Regions from separate parts of the Mus musculus genome. Here regions 2, 3, 4, 5 and 6 are each linked to region 1. The links are chromatin contacts, called in public promoter capture Hi-C maps. All regions are on one chromosome and are shown on one strand. The core of a region is the stretch at or near the end of the contact, and the rest is flanking DNA. Distances in the headings are between cores, read along the strand shown. Region 1 holds the start of Gtf2a2 (general transcription factor II A, 2). Region 2 holds the start of Ccpg1os (cell cycle progression 1, opposite strand). Region 3 holds the start of Dnaaf4 (dynein axonemal assembly factor 4). Region 4 holds the start of 4930509E16Rik (RIKEN cDNA 4930509E16 gene). Region 5 holds the start of Mns1 (meiosis-specific nuclear structural protein 1). Region 6 holds the start of Zfp280d (zinc finger protein 280D).

Region 1 (3,615 bases), core at 387-2,886:
TGATATGTACATGTAATTCCCGCACTGGAGGCTAAGGCAGGAGGATTGGGAGTTTGGGGCCAGTCTGGATTACTTAGCAAGTTCCAGGACAACCTAGGTGGGTGTACAGAGTGAGACCTGCCCTGGGTTTGGGAGTGGGGGTATGAAAATTAGTTTTAAAAAAATGATAGAAGCTATTTCAGATAGTTGTCTTAAGATTTCCTACAACAATTGAAACTTGGAATTTGAAATTGTGTATTTGCATATCTAGTTTGACAAGAGAACTTGGTAGCTGTCAGTTACTCCATGGTACCTTTGTATATAGACTTCCAAAGGTTAATGTCCTAACAGCTACTTCATTGTTTACTCATGAGAACCCAGCTAGTAAATATTGATGTTCAGGGCTGCTGGCTTGCACAGTCCTTGGGGTTCTGTTCACATAGAACACAATTTGGAGTTCATCAAACACTGTTGCACTTTGATTCATACTTCCAAATGATTTTCATTGGACGCTCACATTCTGTCATTTAGACGGAATGCGCTTATTGTGCCCTTTCCACTGTTCTTAGATAATATTGTCATTTCAGTGAGAATTGAGACTGATTCTCTCTGCAGGATACACCTCTGGTTTTTGTCACTGAGAAGCCATTGATCTGCAAAGTATATCCTTTTCTCTTCCTTTGACTGGTTCCAAATACAGTGGTGTGTCTTCATCTGTTACACATGCTACTGCAGCATTAATGCATTTGAATAAATTAGTTGGAATATACATTCGTGCCTTGTTTTCATCTTTAATCGTTAACTTTTACACTGAATTTTCCGGTGAAGCCTTTCAAACATCGGGCCTTTACAATCCTGCAGTGTGGATGCTTCCGGTTCTTTTATTTATTTATTTATTTATTTTATTTATTTTTTTTTTTTTTTTTTTTTTTTTTTTTTTTTTTTTTTGGTTTTTCGAGACAGGGTTTCTCTGTGTAGTCCTGGCTGTCCGGGAACTCACCCTGTAGACCAGGCTGGCCTCGAACTCAGAAATCCACCTGCCTCTGCCTCCCGAGTGCTGGGATTAACTTAAAGGTGTGCGCCACTACACCCTGCTCTGGTTCTTTTAATTGATAACAAGTTCAGCCTGTTTACAATCTTAACACTATTTGAACTTTAATCAGATCTGTATTTCATAGTTTGGAAATTATTTAATGAGTTTGGGTTGCAAGGATATGATTTTAAAAGGCTAAAAAGGAAAACCTACAGCATGGCACAAAGGAGAACATGTTTCACTCTCAGACCTGGAGTGTTTGCATCCGAAGTCACAATTCATGTGCTCACTGGCCATCTGCAGTACCTATAGCTGCTGTTTTGAAAGCAGAAAACCAAGCACCCCCGCTAAAAAGAAAAGGGATGTGAAATTCTGGAAACTCAGAATATCCACGTATTTGCTTTTGTATCAGTCACGAAGTTTATACAGCAGACCTTCCAAATGAAAAAGATGAAAGACTCACAAACCCTGGTTTCCCTACACTGCAGTCCCACAAACTTTGACAAGCCAGACAGTCGCCCCATTGCCTTTTGCTTCCCGAGCGCCAGCAGGAGAGACCACGCCCCTTCTCGGAAACGGCGGTGGGGGCCGGCAGTGGCTCCTGTGGCGTCACCTCCGGGTCGCGTGAGCACTTCCGGGTCACTGGCACAGGGCTGCGGTTTCCGCGGCCGAGGAGGTGGTCGCAGCGGGCTCCCTACCTGGCTCTGCTACCGCCGTGGCGGAAGCGCCTTCCCTCAGGTAGGCGGCGGCGGGGCCGGGAGCGGGGAGGCCGCGGCGAGGCGGGCGGTACCGAGCGCTGTGCCCGCCGGAAGGCGACCCCAGACAGACGCAGCCGCGCGGGAGCAGCCGCCTTCCCGCTCTCCTCAGGCCGCGCTTAGGCGACCGGCGTCCCGCTCGGATGCCGGGCACACACGGCGCCTGCGCTCCAGCTCTGCAGTGAGGAGGGGATTCCGAAGTTCTGCAGTTGCCGCCACCTTTAAAGATTGGAGATGGCCGAGCCAGCTCGTTTCAGCAGACGTCGAAGTCGCTGTTAGCTCTTTTCCAAATAATGCTTAGATGTCAAATGGAGCGTGCCATGGCTCCCCTGTCCTATTTTAAAGTTTATGTCTCTCTGACCTTTTTCTCCCCTTCTCCATACACACGTACTGACTGGCGTTTACTTTGAACGAGCTAAATGTTTTTGTTTGACACGCGTCGAGTATCCGGTACTGTTCTCAGCCCGCAGGTTACATCAAGTGAACAAAAATAAAGATCCATGCCCTCGTGGACTTTACATTTTATGCGGAAAGTTAACATAAGACCGTTAGGTAACTTGATGGCAGACGGTGCTATCAAAAAATTTTAGCGAGATGAAGGGTTTGGAGACGTTTCATAATGGATGTTGGAGTTCCTATGTGGTGGTCAGTTTAGGTGCAATTGAATGGAGCTATTGGAGTTGTGTGTTAGCCAAATTAATATCTGAGCAAGAACATTACAGGCAGAAAGAACAGCCATCGCAAAGGCAGTCCCACGCCTGTCATCCTCAGGGCAGTTGAGAGTGCAAAGGGAGGTGGAAAATAGATCAAACCAAACATAGAGGGTAGCCAGATCGTCAGGCCTGATAGAAGCTGATGGAAAATATGTTCTAGCCCATATTTTTAAAAGATAACCCCGCTGCAAATTATAAAGTGTGAGGGACAAGTGTAGAGTAAAGAAAATTTGAACACCATGAGTCAGTGGCCTGGCATTATAAAATAATCATGGGGATGTTGAGAAATGATTGGCTTCTGGATTCATTTTGAAAGTTGCCCTTCCAAGATTTGCTAGGAATTGGACCATCTTTATGGTTTATATGACTCTGAGGGCCCATAGAAGAGTCCTCTGCATTTGCTCTTAGCTGTAGGAGAAGTGTCTTAGCTATTTGATAATTGTTTCGATGTAGAGTAGAACATCCTGAATATGGGTACAAAGAGAGAAGTGAGGGAAGGCTACAAGTTTCAAAGTCATCAACACATAGATAGGATTTAACACCATAAGCTGAGATGGACTAACTAACAGGGAAAGCAGGTAATTCAGGAACTGGAAGTCAGAGCTGAGAAAGAACTGTCAAAGGAAACAGGAAATACAGTAGTTCCATGAGCTGGAACCGGAAAACAACAGATCACAGAATGTTCTGTTGGATCAGTTGCTGACCAAGTGTAATCTGAAGATGGCAGGTCACTAGTTTTGCCAAATCTCGTTATACTCCTTCCTGTAGCTGAGCTCCTTAGGATTCAGGAAGATTTTTTTGTTTTGTTTTATTGTTTTGGGTTTGGTGGTTGTTGTTGTTATATTTATTTATTTTTATTTTATGTGCATTTGTGTTTTGCCTGCATGTATGTCTGTGTGAGGTGTCAGATCCCCTGAAACTGAAGTTACAGATGGTTTCTAACTGCCGTTTGGGTTCTTGGAATCAAACCTGGGTCCTCTGGAAGAGCTGCCAGTGCTCTTAACTGTTGAGCCACCTCTCCAGCCTCACCAAGTCTTATCTGATAATGATTGTTTGAATAGATCTCCCCCTGTCCATCTCTGGACTATAAGTACTACAAGGTCAATAAACATGTGTTACGTCTGTATTCCTCTAA
Region 2 (3,615 bases), core at 539-3,038, 3.0 Mb after region 1:
TCTACTTCTCTACTCTCTCCTTCTCTCTGCCTTTCTCTGCTTCTACTACTCTCTTAACTCCCCTCCACAAGCCCTAAATAAACTCTATTCTACATTATAAACAAAACAAAACAAAACAAAACAAAAAGCCCTAAATCACTGTAGTGGCTATTCCTGGTTGTCAACTTGACTATATTTGGAATGAACTACAATCCAGAATTGGAAGGCTCACCAGTGACCCTTATCTGGAGGCTTGGAGATAGAAGATTCTGATCTGGATCTTGGTATGGAGATCTTGAGGCATAGTGGCTATGGATTCCAGAGGATTAAATCTCCGAGTTCAAGGTCATCCGGGATTAAAGGTGTGGTAGAACACACCTTTAATCTGGGCTACACCTTCTGCTGGAGACAATATAAGGACATTGGAAGAAGGGAGTCTTGCTCTTGCTCCTTCGCCTGCTTGCTGTGTGAGACTGAGTGAGTAACTGCTGGATCCTTGGACTTCCATTCACAGCTGCGACTGAACCATTGTTGGGAATTGGGCTGGGGACTGTAAGTCATCAATAAATTCTTTTACTATATAGAGACTATCCATAGGTTCTGTGACTCTAGAGAACCCTGACTAACACAATCACCTTCAGGTCTAGATTTAATGATTTTAAAAAGTCACTTCAATAATCCAAGTCACCAGGTGTCTTATCTACACCAAGTCATGGGGGACCGTGCTATCTCGTCTACAGCTCATAAGTAATCAAAGTAAGTACCACTTTACAAACCCACTCACTGTAAAGCCAGCTTTGTTATTTAAATTTTCGCCTGTTCACCAAGTTGGAAGAGCAGAGTGTAGTAGCATAGGCCTGTAATCCTAACACTTGGGAAATAAAGGCAAGGGGTTCTGGAATTCAGTGCCAGCTACACAAAGAATTTAAAGTCAGCCCGAGTTACTCTGAGAAGCTCTGTCTCAAAAAAAACCCACCACCCAGAACTCCCCTCTCACCCAAACAAAAACGAGGGGTTAGGGATCTACCTCCTTTGTAGAGGGCTTTCTTAGCTTGTGTGAGGCTTGAGGTTCAATCCCTAGTTACAGCAACACAAATATCAGATCTAAATGTGAACTAGCTTTTGCCCAACATCAGCTTGTTGAATGGTTTCCTTTACTGTTTACTCACTAGACAGGTAGGGGACAGAGGAACGGTAACTTCCCTCTGGGGTGAGTGCACTCCTATTCACCCTCTTCCATCCTTTTAGACTAGGCATACTCTAAGTGACAAAAACATGAAGGTTCTAGGGCTGGGAGGTGTAGTTCAGTAGAACAGAGATTACCTACCATGCACAAGTCCCTGAGTTCGATCCCCACGACTGCAAATAGATAATGCAAAACAAAAACCATCCTGGACAAAAGATCATTTGTAGTGAGGTGCCTCCTATACACCTTCAGAGTAATTACTTTGTGGATCGTGCATTTAAACTTGTAAATATAACAGCTTGGTGACTAGTGAGTGGGAGTAGATGGTGCCTCAAACACTATTATGAATTCGACTTTCAAAAGCATCTAGCTCTCTGCCCAAACCCACCAAGTCGCAGTCTGTCTCTCTCGCCATCTTAATCTCTTCGGCAAAAGCAACTCTTTCCTGATAGCGAGAAGTCTGGCGAAGGCGTAGGGCCCAGTCTTCTTACAGAACCGACGGAAAGCAACAGCAAGACGATCGGAGTCCCGTAAACTACAATTTCTGGGGAGGAAGACGGTGGGTGGAAACCCTCCGTCTTCCAGTGTGGCAGCCCGTCTCCGTGGCAACCGGCTGCAGGCGTGGGAGCCCGGATGTTGTGGAGATCCGCAGTCGCTCCGCCCAGCTTCCGGTAGCCTCAGGGGTGCGGGCCGTACGCATCTTCGGGAGTCGTAGTTCTTTTTGCTCGCCGCGAGCTGGCAGGAGACGTAGGAGGAACTTCAAGTCCCAGCATGCCTTGCTGCGCCGCGCCTGCCACCGCTTCCCCGCTGCGGACGCCTGCGAGCAGGTTGTTGTTTTTATGAGGCGTCACTGGCGTCTGGAGCGCGGACGCCGCCACGGTGACAGCTGGCGCGGTCGGGCGGAAGAGGCGCTGTCTTCGGGTAAGACCCTGGGGCGCAGGTCGGGCTGATGGGGCGGCCGCGGGCTGCAACTCGTACCTTCGGGCGCAGCGCCGGGAGGCTTTCTCCTGGTGGATGCCTTGGTCCTCGGGCGACCTCGGGCGGAGGGCGCGACCTGGCAGGTGTTAGGCGCGGGCTCGCAGGCTGCAGCCCCGCGAGCTCGGAGCTGGGCGCCCCGGGATTCAGGTGCAGCTGCATCCGTATGCTGAGATGCCGCGTGCGTCACTCTGAGCCGGCTCGGAGGTCCCAGGTGTCAGGAATAGAAAAGTGTGCACCCCAGAAGTATACTCCTATTCAGCCCCGAAGCCTGTTCTCCGCCCGTTCTTCACGCTTCCCCTCCGGGTCCTTACCAGCGTTTGTTAGGCTGACGGCTTGTCCTAAGTAGCAGCTGCGCGTGTGTCGTTTGTGTTTACCTCTCATTTATCCCAACTCTGCCAGGGGCAGCGCCCGAGTTCTAGACCGCAACCAGCTGGGGTGTTTTCCTTAAGGGTGAACCATCATGCACTGCCCTCTCCCACTTTTGCTTTATTGGCTGTATGGGGCTGCTTGTCCCTAGAAAGGGCAACCAGTTGGTTATTCTCAGTTAGGGGTGCTATGAGACCTTTCCAGCAAGGTCACATAATGTTTGAAATGTCAGCACTAACTATCTTAAAGACCCAATATTTTTTCTTTCGCCTTTTTTTTTTTTTTTTGGAGTGGGTGGATTGGGTTTTTTTGGTTTGTTTGTTTTTGTTTTTTGAGGTAGGGTTTCTCTGTGTATCTCCACCTATCCTAAAACTTGCACTGTAGTCCAAGCTGACCTCCAACTCAGAAATCCGTTTGCCTCTGCCTTCTGAGTCCACCGACTAACTTTAAGATCCCAATCTTAATAGGTCTTAGATTTCTCAGGGGATATTTATCATGTATAACTGGTGTGAGTAGTTTGCTATTCTGACAAGCTCAAGTCACAGGGGAACTGAGAAGGTTGTTAAGGGTGAGTTAATGCTTTTGGCTTTTTTTTCTTGCTGTGTATCTCTGGCTGTCCTGATACTAATATATCCCAGGCTAGACCTGGGAGTTCTCTTGCCTAAGCGTCCTAGGCACTGTGATCGTAGTTGGGTACCATGGAGCCTGCTGTAAATGCTGTTTTAACCCTGTTACACCAAAGTTGAAATTCCAGTTAAAGGTGGTACCCCAGATATTTAGAAACTGAAGCAGGGGAATGGCAAGTTTGAGACCACTTGAGCAATATAGTGGAGAGCATATTTCTGTATAAAAAGACCGGAGAATGTAGTTCTTTGGTACAGTACTTGCTTAATGTATGTGAGGCCCTGAGTTTAAGCCCCAGGATGATCAGAACAACTCCTAGAACCAGTTTTGTACTGTAAGCCAAAGAATAGACTGTTGTGTTTCCATTGGAGTTTTAAGGATATTTAGTTATGAAGGTGATTGTCTAGGATGTGAAACTAAACTGACCTCTTTACGCTTTACTGTGTTTTCTGGGGATGCACCACCTTTTTTTTTTTTTTTTT
Region 3 (3,615 bases), core at 423-2,922, 2.9 Mb after region 1:
ACTGGGACTAAAGGTGTGTTGGCACACTGCCTGACTTCTTTTTTATCTTTATTTTTAAAGATTTATTTATTTATTATATGTAAGTACACTGTAGCTGTCTTCAGACACACCAGAAGAGGGCGCCAGATCTCATTACAGATGGTTGTGAGCCACCATGTGTTTGCTGGGATTTGAACTCAGGACCTTTGGAAGAGCAGTCGGTGCTCTTATTCACTGAGCCATCTCACCAGCCCCAATTTTTTATTTTTAAGTATGTGCATGTGTGTATGTGTGTGTGTGTGTGTCTGTGTGTGTATACAGTGCCTGTAGAAGCCAGAAAAGACACAAGAGCTTGAGACAACATGCTAGGAACAAGAATAGAATAAAAAGAGGGAAATGGCAAAAAGCAGGATGAAAGTGAAACAAATCAGCAGGATGTTAGGTTCTCTGCTCAGAAGGACTGACAAAGGAGCAGAAGTTTGAGATAATGATCTGCTGACAAAACAGGTCAGGATCAGGAAGGGAGAGATACTAACACCAACTCTACTGATCCTAAACTTTCTGCAATAAATTATGCTGGAGTTTAAACATTTCCCTAAATGCTCTCCAAACTTTTTTTTTCTAGTTTAAAATGCAGCATTCTATGTGCAAATAACTTCTCTAGTACTTAATTACATTTATCATTCACATCAGACTCGCGTAATGTAGAAACTGGGCCTAAGGAAGTAGTGTAGAAGGAGCATTTAGAATAAATGAAAGATCTCAGTCATTTTTCTGCTAACAATGCACATGGCACTAAAGACGTTGGGCTGAACTACACGGCCTTCAAGTTTCTTGGCAGCTGAAGTTCGGTGTGTATTATTGAAGTCCAGTGTAAGCTACTGGGAAATGGATCAGTTTAAATCCAATAGATCCTACTATGGAATTGCAGCAAAGTTTATTGTGAGGCTTTTGGGTCTCAAAAATTGAAGTTTAGGTCCCTTCCCAGGGTTAAGGGAATGTACACACCAGTGCTCCTAGGATGGGTGACGGCGTCAGCCCCTGAACATCAAACGTTGCTTTGTATTTTGAGACAGAATATTTGTGTTTATCAGGGTGGGTCTCCAACTGAGGGCTCTGCTCAAGTCGTGAGATTACAGGCTACCACACAGCAAATGGTCAGAGCAAACCAAACGTCCTGACTCTAAATGTGCCTTGCTGTCACAATGTACACATTCCAGCTCTGCCGACCCATATCCCTCTGCATCCTAAAGCTCCAAGCTTTTTCCTTTCCAGAGCTGGGAATACAACCCAGCCTCTCCCAGGGAGCCACACCACAGCTTCTCTTCTCCTTTAGCAAAAAGTCACTTTAAACTATTTGTATGTAATTAAGTTGTGCCTGCGTGTGAGTGCGGTGCCCTCGGAAGCCAGAAGAGGGTATCAGATTGGAGCTCCTGGCGCTTGAGAGACGCCGAGCACGGGTGCTGAGCCTCGAACTCGGATCCTCTGGGAAGCAGTGCCTGCGCACGGCAGTCTCCTGTCCCCGAGCCCTCTCGTTTCCGTGTTCTGCTCTACTTCGTCCTCATTCTCTCAGAGGCAGCGGGGACACAGATACTCCAGACTCAAGTAGGACTACCGACAACTGCAATACCCAACATAGTGGGAGACCGAGGGTCCTACTGGACCCCTGACCCGGAAGGACCCTAAGGGCCGGAAGTGATGGCAACCCCGCAATCCCCGCTTCCCTAGCAACCCGATCGGCTTCCTAGCGACGTAAAGTGGCTGTGCAGTCCCTGGTCCCGCCATGCCAGTGCGAGTGAGCGAGTTCAGCTGGCAGCAGACGCCGGCCACGATCTTCCTGTCGCTGCCTTTGCGGGGCGTCTGCGTGCGCGATGCTGACGTATTCTGTGGGGAAAGTTACCTGAAGGTGGGCGGGGCGGAGATGCAGTTGCTGTGCGCCCCGGGAGCAGGAGCTGTCTTGTAGAGTGTCCATGGCTTTACTTTTTTAAAGTTAATTTTTAATTTACATTTTTTACCCTTAATTAATTTATTTTTGTTATGCTAAGGATCAAACCCAGCATCCTGTGTATGCCAAGCCACTGAGCTACATCTCTAGTAACTATGTATATATTAAATGTATGAATGCGTGCATTCATGAGTGTGCATCAGGTGTGTGCAAATGCCTGCGAAGGCCAGAAGAGGGGGGTCAGATCTCCTAGAACTAGAGTTACAGATGGTTGTGAGCCACGCAGGATGGAAGAATAAGTGCTCTTAACCACTGAACCATCTCTCCAGCCCCAATAGCTACAGGGGTGTGAGCAGGGTGGAGGGTGTCTTATTCTGTAGCCCACACTGGCAATCCTCCTGCCTCAGACTTCCAAGTGTTGGGATTAATGGGATGCTCTCCCATCCCTGGCTAAACCTCAACTTAAAGTTGATAAACAAGTCTAAAGCTGCTGAGATGGGCCAATGAGTTAATGCACTACCACCAAGCCTGACAGCTGCAGTTCCGTCCCCAGAAAGGAGAAAACCAATTTCTCACAATTCTCTGACCTCCTCCTGCGTGCCATGGCACTCAGACCCACACACATGCGCACAACGTTGTCATTAAAACAACAGCTGGGCAGTGGTGGTGCTCACCTTTAATCCCAGCACTTGGGAGGCAGAGGCAGGCGTATTTCTGAGTTCGAGGCCAGCCTGGTCTACAGAGTGAGTTCCAGGACAGCCAGGGCTACACAGAGAAACCCTGTCTCGAGAAACCAAAAAACAAAGCAAAACAAAACCAACCATCCAACCAACCAACCAAACAAAAATATCTAAAAAAAAAAAACAAAAAAACCAAACCAACAACAAAAACAAATCTGTTGTCAGTGTGGTGTCATCTAGACATATTCAGGTTCCAGATTTGCTTTCATCTATTGCGTCCTCATATGCTTTGCTAAATTATGCTGCCTGGAATAAATTCAGTGGGGTTTTGAGAAACATTTTACACACACACACACACACACACCGGGATGGAGAAGGGGAGGGCTGGCTTCAAACTGGCTCCCTCACTTCGTAGCTGAGAATGGCCTGGGATGTCTGAGCACCCTGCTTCTACCTCCTGAGTGCCCGGATAACAGGCCTGGGACACCACACCAGGAACTATGTCCCCACCCTAGCATGTTTGCTTTTTTTTTTTTTTTTTTCTGGAATAAACGGTTGTAAATTTTTTTGATTTACCTTTATTGATGTGTGTTGCAGATTTGGCTCTGTGCATGAATGTGTACCATGTGCTTGTCTGATGCCCTAGGAGTTCAGATGAGGATGTCAGATCCCCTGGAACTGGATTTCAGAGGGTTGGGAGTTTCCATGTGGGTGCTGGGAACAGAACCCAGGTTGTCTACAAGAATAAGTGCTCTTAACCACTGAGCTGTCTCTCCAGCTTTTTTTTTTTAAGATGGCAGTGTCTTTAATTTGTGTAACTAACTCAATGCCTCTCTCTCTCTCTCTCTCTCTCTCGTCTGAACAGGTTAACTTTCCTCCATTTTTATTTGAGCTGTTTCTCTATGCTCCTATAGATGATGGGAAGAGCAAAGCCAAGATTGGAAATGACACGATTCTTTTCACATTGTATAAAAAGGAGCCAGTTCTGTGGGATAGCCTTTCTGTGCCGGG
Region 4 (3,615 bases), core at 540-3,039, 2.5 Mb after region 1:
TCTCTGGGTTTGCCCTGAATCCCTACCCAAGGTTTAAGGTAACTTTACCACTTTTTTTTTTTTCAAGTTTCTTTAAAGCATAGTTTATTTAAATTCAGTCTCCTATGAAAACTGTAACAAAGCCCAAATTTACCTCTCAGATGTTAAGTGTGAGCAATGATCTTTCTTTTCCTGAAAGGGTGTCTCATTCTGGCAAGAGGATGTCTTCAGTCTGTCGCTATATGAAAACCCTCTCATGGCTGGTTGAACCTAATGCTTCCAGATGTCTGCTCCAACTGCCATGCTGCCAGTCCCCAAGGCCCTAAGTCGCCGTAAACGCACTCTGTTCAGAATCGCCGCTAGAGGGCAAATCGGGGCTGTAACTCTGCTGAGCCCTCTAGCGGTGACTGTGGGATGCGTGGCTCTTTATGGAACCTATTAAAAACTGAAAAGTTGCACTCGGGAAGCCAGCCTGTGTGACACCGGTAGTGAAGTTATTTTAAAGACATCTCGGTTCTCAACTTCCTTTTCTTAAGGTCTTTAGCAGGTCCTAGTTACCTTTCTTTGTTGATTCTCCCCCTCCCCCCCCTCCCCGAATGTGGCAATGTGAGGCCATCACTCTTCGGGTTTAAAAAAAAAAAATTAGAAAAAGGGGTCTGGGCCACTTTTCCCATTGTCTTTTTATATCATCTTCCCCGTGAATACAGAATTATAAATATGCATTCTGGAACACAGTCTGGATCCTCAGGAGGAAACTGTATTTTGCAAGGGTGTCCTTGCCTCCACCCATCCAGGTGCAAACATTCAGAGTATGGGCTTCCAGTCTGTATGAACCAGGCCTGAGGCCACATGGACAAAGCAAGAGAGTTTCAGGCCAAGGCAGGGAACAGAGCACTCAAAAGACCACGCAATCCAAGCCAATCAGATTCACCACCCACTAGAAGTCTGAAAGGTGGCAGGGCCTCCTAGCTCAAAGTCCATCCAGGAAAGTGGCCAGAAAATCTGACAGGGCCAAGTCTGATAGAAACACTGTCAGAGAAGTTACGGGCTGGGAGGCTCATTACAGCCACAGGCACTGAGAAAGGTCAGTGCGAGCTGTGCAGCTGTTCCATCTGGTGCCAGAGGCTTTGGCTGCTGTCTTCTACACCCAGGCGCTTAGCCTTCCTGACCAGCCCCACCTAGAAAAGCTAATTCTTCTGCTCTTCTAAGAGGAATGATTTGTTGGAGGCAGGGAGTCTCACTCTCAGCCAGCAAAGCTGTCTATGAATGGGAAGGGGGCGAAATGGTGGGCAGTCTCTGGCTGGGGTGAGTTTAGATGGCTGCGAAGGAAGAGCTCTTGGCTGAAGCTCGCGCCTCCATGTTGTATTACATGTGTTCCTTTTGAGAAACAGGAGGGGCCTTGGCTGCCAGGGACCCTGACAAGCCGCGACTTGAGCTGTGTGTCTCCGAGCCTGGGCTGAATTGGGAGTGTAGAGCAGGGAGGGCACTCCTGGCATAGGGGGTGGGGTGGGGAACAGCATGGGCAAAGGCACCAAGGAAGAATGAATCTGCTGCGCGCTGAGGATGGCATGGAGACTTCACTGATTGGAGCTGGGAGTTCTTGCAGGGGGGATGGAGGCGGCTGTGATTGGACGGCTAAAGTGGGGCCAGATTTGGAGGGCTTTGAATGCCCGACCGAGGAGCACTTCCACCAGCTTGCCACTTGCCATTTTCCGACCAGACCGAGTAGGCTCGCTGCGCTAGCTCGTCGAAAAGCTCTCACCTGCTCCAGCTCAGTCCGGTGGCTGAGAGAGGAAGCAGTCCTGACTAGTAGAGGGGAAACGCTCGCGAGCGTGTAGTGGGGGCGGGAGGGCGTGTAGATTCGTTTCACCTTACACACTAGGAAGCGATCAATTCTCCCTTCCACGCCGCACGGTGGCACAGGTCCACTCCCTGCCGCCGTCACGCGAGCCCGCTCCCCGCCCCCAACACGCCCCCCCAACCCCCTCGGCCGCCGCAGCCACCCGACCGCTCCCTCGGGGCCCCCGCCGCGGCTTCCTGGGCCCGCGGCCCGTAGCCGCTCCGCTCCGCCCCGCGCGCTCCGCGCCCCCCTGCGGCCCCCGCGCCGCGCCCGCACACGCGCGTCCACGCCCCCCGGCCGCGCGGTAGGTGTTGTGCCGTCTGCGCCGGGCCGCAGTGCGGCTGCGCGCGCTGGGCTGCTCCGGGCTGGCAGGGCAGCAGTGGCCGCGGCGGCGGCGGGGCCGGGAGCGAGCGAGGGAGCGAGCGGCGTGGGGGAGCTCGGAGGCGCCAGGCCCCCGGGGGAGGGCGGCCGGGGAGGCAGGCCCCCCGAGAGACCCGTCGGGTTGGATTTTGGGGCCGAGGGGGCGCCCGACCACGGACCTCGTTCTTCAGACGCCCCCCAGCCCCGGCCGCTGACGGGGGGCTGAGGGGCGCCGCCATGCCTCTGCCGCGGTGACGCGCGGGGCCGTAAGGAGAACCGGGAGAGGAACCGTGACGAGAACCGCGAGGAGAACCGGGAGAGGAACCGTGACGAGAGCCGCGAGGAGCCGCGCGGTCTCCCCGGGGATGTCCCTCAGGCGGCCGGAGAAAGCGACTCACTCGAGCCCTGGGGTATAGGCCTAGCTTATCCAGCTTCCTTCCTTCCTCCTCTTCCTCCCCCTCCTCCTCCTCTTCCTCCCCTCCCCCTCCTCCTCCCCTCGTCGTCCTCCCCTCCGCGTCTCTTCCCTCACCCTTCCCCGCGCCCCCATCTTCCCTCCCTCCCCTCCAGCAGCGATGGCAGAGGAACAACAACAGCCGCCACCACAGCAGCTCGATGCCCCTCAGCAGCTTCCCCTCAGCGCCCCCAACCCCGGGGTGGCTCTGCCAGCCCTTGTGCCCGGGCTGCCAGGGACAGAGGCCAACGCTCTGCAACACAAGATCAAGAACTCCATCTGGTAAGAGGATCCTCCATCGCTGGGGTAGAACAGCCTAGGCACATTGCTGCTGCAAAGGGGATGGGGGGCGGCGGCGGCATCCGAAGGGGAGGCTAATGCATTCATTGAAGGTGGGTTTCCAGAGCCGGGTGCATGGCTGTGCCACCTCTGGACGGGGGAAGGTTGCACCCACCCCTGGTCTCCTTAGACACACACACACACACACACACACACACACACACACACACACACACACCATGCTTCCCTCTTCTCAATTGTAAGCAGATAAACAAGTTATTTGTGCATTTTTCCATATACAGTAAGGGAAATATGGGTCAAGATTAAGTCATTGCATGATAGTGGCATGAATTGGAAACTTGTAATGTAAAAAATGTGTTGACTCCTTTTGTAGTCATAGGAGGAGCAAGAAGTGTATTGTGAATTTTGACCAAACAAGACATTGCATTAATATGCAGCACAAAAACCTAACATGTCTTTTTCATTCAATTGGATTAGCTGCTTTTTCTGGATGGTTTTGCCTCCTTTATTCTCGCACTTAATTTCCCTTCTAGGGAATTTATTCTTTGTATTGACTGTAAAGGAAATGCTTCTTTTGCACAAAGTATTTTATTTTAACGTAGAAATTTACAAGGTAAAGTGAAATTTTTTTAAATGTAAAAAAGCTCTTGCTATTTTGTGTAATTATTAAAAAGAGTCTAGATGG
Region 5 (3,615 bases), core at 510-3,009, 2.4 Mb after region 1:
AATGTGAATAAGTGTGGCCATTATAGAATACTAGACTAAGGTCCCCCAGAGTTAAAATAGAACTACTGCCTCCTCCCCCCCCACCGTAATCTATATATCCACAGGATATGGAATCCGCATGCGGAAGGCCTCTGAATGCACACGTTAGTTGCAGCTCCATTTACAGTAGTCAAGTCCTGGTTATATCCTGTGTCCATCAGTGAATAAATGGACAGAAGAATAAGATTCAACCACAGGGAAAAACAAAGTCTTACCATTTCTGACAGTGTGGATGGAACTGGAGAGATCAGCTGAAATAATAATGGTGCTACAGATATTGCTCTGCCAGAGTGGGGCTGGGGAGATGGCTCAACGGTTTGGAGCGCCGCCTATTCCTGCAGATTACCCGGAGTTTGGGAACCAGCACCCACATGACAGCTCCAGTAACCTACCTCCAGGAATTTCTAACTCCAGTTCTAGGGGAGCTGATAACATCTTCTGGTCTTTGTGGGCATCAGGCACATAATGGCGCATAGACACTTTATTTACGTAAAGTTAAATCTCAAAAAGTTCTTAAGAAAAAAAGATAAAGTATGATTGTGAAAACACGTAGAGTCTTTAACAATGTTGATTTCACAGAAACTGTAAGCAGATTGGTGATGACAGGGGCTAGGGCAGGGGGAAATGGCGAAGGGCTAGACTGCAGTTAGCAAAATATAGTCAGAAGTACAGGGGTGCACAGCCAGGTGGGGGTGTAGGATGGTAATATGCTGTACATTACAAAAAAAAACCACACAGAGGAAAAGATTGTTTAACCCTAAAGAAATATTTTGATGTTTACTGATTTAAATATTATACAATGCACCAGGATGTTCCATGATATTCCACAAGACACAATTTTTGGTTTTAATGTATTAGCTAAAATTTAAAGTTACACAAACCACATTCTTAGTAGAGTTCCAAGGGATTGTTAGCTGCATCCTAAGTCCAAGAATGCTTTGCATTATATGCTTTGCCCCACAGTCAGTTTCATATATGATTTATTTTTGGTTTTTTGTTTTTTTTGAGACAGAGTTTCTCTGTATAGACCTGGCTGTCCTGGCTCTGTAGACCAGGCTGGCCTCGATCTCAGAAATCTGCCTGCCAAGTGCTGGGATTAAAGGCGTGCGGTGACTATTATCATTATTGTTACTAATGAATATGGGGGGGGGGGTCTAGACCACAGTGGGTGGTGCCATCCCTCGGCACGTGGTCCTGGCCTTAGAGAGCACTGGGATTGCAAGTATGCATCCACACCTGTTCCGTTCCGTTTTCACGTGCTCTCCAGTCTCACACTCCGCTAGCGATCCAGTGGCTTCTGTTCCAGGTAAGTAAATAGGTCTCGTCCGTGTCTCTAAGTTCTCAAAATATTTCATCTCTAAAATGAGTGTATCAGGGATGGAGCAATGGCTCGGTAGGGGGCCCTGCTGCTCTTTTGGAGGGCCCAGCACCCACGTTAGGCAACTTGCTACCGACTGAGGATGGTAGAGGGGCACCATCCCTCAGTCCACTGCAGTGACAAGTCCGAGCTTATTGGGGTTCCTTGGGGCTTTAGCTGGGCTCCAGACCGCAGAGATTAGCTCCCTTCGGATGTAAACGGCTCCCGCTAGGGCAAAGCGTCCGAACTTCGCGCTTTTGGCTTGGTCCTATGGAAGGAGCGCTCCTGCCTGGCAACGAAGACTCTCCGTGCTGATTGGATATTGTGCCAGCCAATGGGAGGCCGCGTCCCTCTTGGGCGGGCGGTGCATTTTTGGCGGTTGCCGGGACACAGCTTAAACTTAACCCAGCGTGCACAGGTATCCGCTGCCGTGGCTGCTGCTCCGGAAGACGCGTTTGCAACTGAGGCAGAGACCCATCCTGCCGGAGGAGGAGGTTTAAAGCCAACCGAGATGGTAAGCAGCTCGGAGGCCGGGGGAAGGGTCGGTCAGGGACTTTCAAACTGTTTATTTGTAGTCTTGAGCTCTCTGAAATACAATTTGAAGTGCGTAATCCGAGAGGTCAGTGAGAAACTTCGATTTGCTTACTAGAAGGTTCTGGGTTTTTTTTTTTTTTTTTTTCCAGGAACACTCCAGGCATTTCTGCACCTTTCCCCCTCTCATCGAAATAGATACATCTTTAAATCTGCTCTGTTGTGGGTGGGGGGAAAGGCAACTCTCTGGTGGTAAAGCTGCAGCTGGAGAGCATCCGCATCGCACTCACTGACGCTGTTGAATTTTAATTTAACTTTTCCTGCTTCCACTACAAAACAGGGACTATTAGTAGTACTCAATCAGTACGCCGTTAAGTTTACATTATCATATTTAAATATTAATTAGTATATCCTGAATTAAAGCCAAAGACCTTTTATACTGTTACCTATTTTATAGTGTTTATTATAGGGATTTTCAGCAGTATCTTTTTGAAAGAAGAATATTGAATTCTGTGTATTTCCCTTTCCCCCTCGCACTTGTAGGCGACCAAAAAGAGAGCTTTGAGCTTTAGTGAAAAGCATCAGAAGTTAGTAGATGAAAAATTCCGCAAATCATTGAACATACAAGTCATGAATAAGTTAGAGAGGCAAGCCAAGAACCAAGTGGTGCAAAATGAAAACGACGAGAAGGTGGAACGCCAGAGGTTCCTCAGAGTGCTGCAGAATGAGCAGTTTGAGCTCGACATGGAAGAAGCCATCCAAAAAGTAAGTTGCAATGTCCTTGTTAGTTTTCTTTCCTTGGAAAAGGTGAAAGATGGCTGTCAGCCCTGCCTGGAGTTGAGGAAATACAGAGAGCTGGGAACTGACTGAATCCTTTGGAGTCCTGGTTATTTTAGCTGAAGAACGTGGTGTCAGTTGGTCAGTTTGCATGCTTTTAACAACGAGCAAATCGAAAGACTTTAGAATAGCATTTGGCAAGAATATCCATTTTTGTTTTTAAACATAAGCATGAAATCCGTAATTGTTAACATCACAGTTTTGTTTATGTGAGTGCAACCGTGTTGCCTTCTCTACATTTCTAATAAGAAATTTAAGAAATTCCTTCCTTTCTAAAAATTCATGACGTTAAACATAGACACTATTAAAGTGGTAGGAGATGGACATATGTGTGAGATGTACACTTACTCATATTTTTAATTTTTGAAGAATTCAGTTATTGAATGCGTGTGTTTACATCCTGCTCTGCTGGCTAAATCTATCATGAGTATTTCTAAATATTTTTTAGGAGATTGCAGTAGAAGAGGAAACAGACAGGAAGTGAGACAAGTGAATTTTCTCCTAAGTGTGAAAAGAACGTCCCCTGTTTTGTTGTGTTTTGAGCACTAGCGTGCGGTTATGTCCAGGATTTTGAGGGTGGATCTGGAAATAGCAAAAGAAAGGCTTAAAAGTGTGTCGGCTTCCTTCTGTCCTAAGTTCCAGTAGCATAGACCTGACCCTTTAATTCTGAACAGGAAAACCCTGGCCTCCCATCTTTTTATTCTTATTATGTCTTTAAGGAAACTCCCATATACCCTAACTCTGCCTAGCAACCATTGGTCTATCTGATGAAGTGGGGATGTTTTCTTTCGAGTGTTGTTCTGATGTCATCTTCTCATGATAGATGCCTCTAAGCAAAATTCTGTACTATG
Region 6 (3,615 bases), core at 703-3,202, 2.3 Mb after region 1:
GTCACAGCCTGCACTCCAGCCTCTCTGGGTTTAGCTCTGTGATCTGCCACCACCAGTCTCATTCAGCTCTGCCAATGACCAGCTGGTCATTTTTCCCAGGAGCTGCAATTGCTCCCCCAACCCTCTCAGGCTAACTTCCACCAGCAACTGCCCTGGCTGCCCTCTTTCTTCTCCTGTCCACCTTAGCTACATGGATAGAAAACATTAGACAGTTTTATTATTTTAAAGCTAGCCAGATAACTCAACAGCTGGGTAAAGAATTTCCTGCCCCAATTCTATCAGCCAGCTCCCCACAACCTTCTCAGTCCTTGCTGGCAGCAGAGGCTACAATAATTCTAAGTGTCCCAAGATCTACATGACTTCAGCTTCCCTTTCCATCCAAATCCTGGTCCAAATTCCTCTCTCCCTGTGTCCCTTCTCTTCTGGGACCTGCAAGTCCCACCATTTTTCTTTCGTCCAGCAATTGGCTTCCCCCCTTTTTATTGACACAATCAAGAACCAAGTAGGGATACAACACCTCCCTCTTTACCTACTCCTTTAGAATTCCAGGGTATCTTGAAGACCCACTGAAACATCCAACCTGAATTGAGCAATTACTGAATTCTTGGACTTTTTGTCCATAGCCAGCCATTGTTGCTTATAAGTCATTCTAATAACCCCCCTTTCTATGCACATGGATTCATTCTCTAAGTTCAGTTAGAAAACTAATAATATAGGTACCTAACACTGAGATGGTGACTGAATTGCTAACCTCTCACCTGACCACCTGGTGTCTCTTTCAAGGAAGTGATAGGCAGACAAATCCTAAATTCACAATACTGGGCTTAGCCCACCTGCAGTGTCCTCCTTCTGTCTTTCTAATGGATCTTGCTCCTCTCTGGCTTCTAGCCCCCTGTGGTCCTGTTCTGCAGCCCTAGCTCCACTGGCCTCCTATTGGGTTCCCAGATCCCTTCCCTTAGTATCTGCAACTCACTTTATATATGTATCAGCTTTCTGCTTTTGTCCTCTGAAATCTGCTGGTCTCTTTAAACCTTTTGTACCCATTCTCTAAGTATGAAATGTATTGAGCTAGTAATTAAGACTGGAATAAAAGAAGCTTTGATCGCCGAGAGCCTGGTATCTATAGACACTGAGGCTATTTGATAGAAGGTAGCTCATAGTATTTGAGTTTATGTGTATCTGTGTTTTTTTGTCTGTATATATGCCTGTGTGCCACTTTAGTGTCTGGTGCCTACCGAGGCCAGAAGAGGGCATCAGATCCCCTGAACTGTAGTTGTGTGCCACCATGGGGTGCTGCGAACCAAATTAGGGCACTCTAGAAAAGCAACATGGGCTCTTACTCATTTTACATCTCTCCAGCCCTCGTTTTATTGCCTCTTTCTTTCTTCCTTCCTTCCTTTCTTTTTTTTTTTTTTAACAAAATCTGACATCGTTCAAACACACAAATGTCCATCTACATTTCGGACATAACATGGTGTCTGTTTCCTTACAGATCCGACTTACGATGAAGTATTCTTATAAATACATCGGCCATTTTTTTCCACCTCCAATTACGGATTACTATTCATACAATAGGAGTGAAAAAGATACCCAAACAAAAACGTACTTTCCAAAAACAACGTGGTACTATCCTGGAAACTCATCTCCTTTTCCTCTCACACCCTTCCCCATGCCCTTTAACCCTCGCACACGGAGAAGGATGGAACTCACTGCTGAGTGCCTACAAATTCTAGGCCTGAGGCGGCCATGAGCGCCACGGCCTAGCTCAGCCCGGTCCCCGCGTGTCCTCGCCGGCTGCTAGGGCCCGGCCGGCCCGGGCCTTCGAGGTCCGCAGCACGGCGCATATGGCCGCGCTCGCCTCCCGCGTTGGCGGGAAGACTGGGAGCGCGGACGCGCGAGGCCAACCCGGAGCCTACCCATGAGGCACTGCGCCCTGGCTCGCGACAGCCCCCTCCCCCCTCACGGCGCCCAGCAGCCCCGCTCCGCGATGGGAGCCGGAGCGGCCTCGGCGTACACAGCCCGCGCTCCTCCCTCGCCTCCTCCTCTTTCTCCTCCTCCTCAGGGCTCCAGTCAGGCCGAGCCGCTCCGCTCACGGTAAGCGTCCCCCGCCCCGCGCGGCCGCCCGCCCGCCCGCCCGCGAAGGCCCTCCCGCGCGGCCGCGCCGCCGCACTCCGGGGGCGCAGGGTGGGGGTCTCGGGCCGCGGCGCGTCGGCGAGAGCGCCCGGGCCGGGCAGGGCAGGGGCCGGCTGCGCATGGGGCCGGGCCCGCCATCTTGCCGGGCCTGGCGCGGGAGGGTTCCCGGCGCGACGAGGCGAGGCGGCCGGCGGCGCGGCGGCCCACAGTACAGGGCCGCCCAGCCGTCGCCTCGCCTCGTCGCCTCGCCACCGCGCAGATCCTCCCATCGCTTTCTCAGCCCGGCTGTGCTCTCGGGGGACGACTCCCCTCGGTCCTTTGTACCTTGTCCGCGGGTGTGTGTGTGTGTGTGTGTGTGTGTGTGTGTGTGTGTGGCGGAGACCCGAGCTCACAACCCAACCCACTCGACTCTTCACGCAAGAGCAGAACCCCACTGGCGTTCGCCATAACAGCCACAGAGGCCTTACCTTGTGCTAGACGACCGCTCCTATCTAGCCACCTTTCTTGTCAAAGGAATGTCCCCACTCTGCCATAGCCCCGCTATTGTCTACCAGAGGAGGGCTTTGAGGAGAACCGAGCCTGACAGATTTTCCAGCTGTGCGTTGCAGGTTTCACTTAATAAACCACAAACGAGTGGTCGCGCTGAGGTTTTAGCCTGCGCAAGAAGATGGTGTTTTCACGACCAACCTGCATTTGTAACCCGTTAGGAAAGAAATATGCTAGGAAAAAAATGGACGTTAACCTGCTGCGAGCATGGAGACTTTTGGCTTCACGAAGAAAAAAAATTTTTTTTTTAAATAGTCCGCCATACTTAAACATTTGGCTTTATTTTCAAGTTTGGACTGAATCATCTAAATACTTGGACGTCTTTTAGTGCCCTTAACCATAAATTCACACGATGGAAGTAAGAGTTTGAAGGTACAAAACCCTTCCCTTGGCATCTGTGTGCTATCTTGTTTTGAGAGATGACTGTACCAACTCAAGTTGTTTGGATGTAACTGATAGGGTGAAGGGACCGGGTTGGAGGACCTTGTGCTTTTTGATGGTCCACCATCTGCACTAAAGCCATCCTTGAGTTTGAGTGGTTGTATCTGTCATTGGTGTCAATGTTTACCTTGGGCTACTTTCGGAGACGTTTTTGTTGGCAGAGCAGTTTTGAAGGTCAGCCTCAGAAATGACGATGAGAACGCTTGGCTACCGGGGCCATTACGGAACCTTAAGTTTTAGGACTCCTCATTCAGCTCACCTCAGTATTTTATGTCCCATTTTCACTGCAGTGAGGTTCCTGAGAATAGGTGAGGAGGCACAGGCCTCCACATTTGAGAAACTCCGTTTGCCATTAGACTCTAATTTCTGGATCATTTGTTATCTTTAGATGTTATTAGTGGTCATGTTCTTTCCAAGCACACTGGGGAGTTGAATATAGCATGTTCAGATGCCTACCACCTAGTGTGAATATTTGTAAACATTTTGTCACATTTG

The links. Promoter capture Hi-C pulls out the DNA fragments that hold promoters and counts their contacts. Capture Hi-C pulls out chosen DNA fragments and counts their contacts.
Region 2: a contact with region 1 is called in a promoter capture Hi-C map of pre-B cells, with 3 times the contacts expected there. The contact joins the promoter of Ccpg1os here to the promoter of Gtf2a2 in region 1. A contact is called at or near these places in 2 of 39 promoter capture datasets (erythroid cells and pre-B cells) and 1 of 9 other capture datasets (adipose tissue).
Region 3: a contact with region 1 is called in a promoter capture Hi-C map of liver, with 4 times the contacts expected there. The contact joins the promoter of Dnaaf4 here to the promoter of Gtf2a2 in region 1. A contact is called at or near these places in 1 of 39 promoter capture datasets (pre-B cells) and 1 of 9 other capture datasets (liver).
Region 4: a promoter capture Hi-C map of hippocampal neurons shows a contact between it and region 1, with 3 times the contacts expected there. The contact joins the promoter of 4930509E16Rik here to the promoter of Gtf2a2 in region 1. A contact is called at or near these places in 4 of 39 promoter capture datasets (erythroid cells, hippocampal neurons, liver and 1 more).
Region 5: a contact with region 1 is called in a promoter capture Hi-C map of erythroid cells, with 37 times the contacts expected there. The contact joins the promoter of Mns1 here to the promoter of Gtf2a2 in region 1. A contact is called at or near these places in 5 of 39 promoter capture datasets (erythroid cells, hippocampal neurons, liver and 1 more).
Region 6: a contact with region 1 is called in a promoter capture Hi-C map of pre-B cells, with 8 times the contacts expected there. The contact joins the promoter of Zfp280d here to the promoter of Gtf2a2 in region 1. A contact is called at or near these places in 5 of 39 promoter capture datasets (erythroid cells, frontonasal cranial neural crest, liver and 2 more) and 1 of 9 other capture datasets (liver).

The regions. Positions count from the first base shown.
Region 1 is chr9:70,010,912-70,014,526 of GRCm38.p6, forward strand. Gtf2a2 (general transcription factor II A, 2) reads left to right here and starts at 1,637. Exons shown (of 5, transcript NM_001039519.2): 1 at 1,637-1,750. Bnip2 (BCL2/adenovirus E1B interacting protein 2) reads left to right here. Exons shown (of 11, transcript NM_016787.4): 11 at 1-748.
Region 2 is chr9:72,983,588-72,987,202 of GRCm38.p6, forward strand. It overlaps Ccpg1os (cell cycle progression 1, opposite strand), which reads right to left and starts at 1,789. Exons shown (of 2, transcript NM_001198789.1): 1 at 1,554-1,789. The coding sequence starts at 1,580. Ccpg1 (cell cycle progression 1) reads left to right here and starts at 1,917. Exons shown (of 9, transcript NM_001286544.1): 1 at 1,917-2,086.
Region 3 is chr9:72,957,113-72,960,727 of GRCm38.p6, forward strand. Dnaaf4 (dynein axonemal assembly factor 4) reads left to right here and starts at 1,673. Exons shown (of 9, transcript NM_026314.3): 1 at 1,673-1,885; 2 at 3,470-3,615. The coding sequence starts at 1,763.
Region 4 is chr9:72,530,069-72,533,683 of GRCm38.p6, forward strand. It overlaps 4930509E16Rik (RIKEN cDNA 4930509E16 gene), which reads right to left and starts at 1,790. Exons shown (of 3, transcript NR_045735.1): 1 at 1,742-1,790. It overlaps Rfx7 (regulatory factor X, 7), which reads left to right and starts at 2,172. Exons shown (of 9, transcript NM_001033536.1): 1 at 2,172-2,912. The coding sequence starts at 2,752.
Region 5 is chr9:72,436,770-72,440,384 of GRCm38.p6, forward strand. It overlaps Mns1 (meiosis-specific nuclear structural protein 1), which reads left to right and starts at 1,760. Exons shown (of 10, transcript NM_008613.3): 1 at 1,760-1,910; 2 at 2,471-2,692. The coding sequence starts at 1,908.
Region 6 is chr9:72,272,936-72,276,550 of GRCm38.p6, forward strand. It overlaps Zfp280d (zinc finger protein 280D), which reads left to right and starts at 1,953. Exons shown (of 22, transcript NM_146224.5): 1 at 1,953-2,094.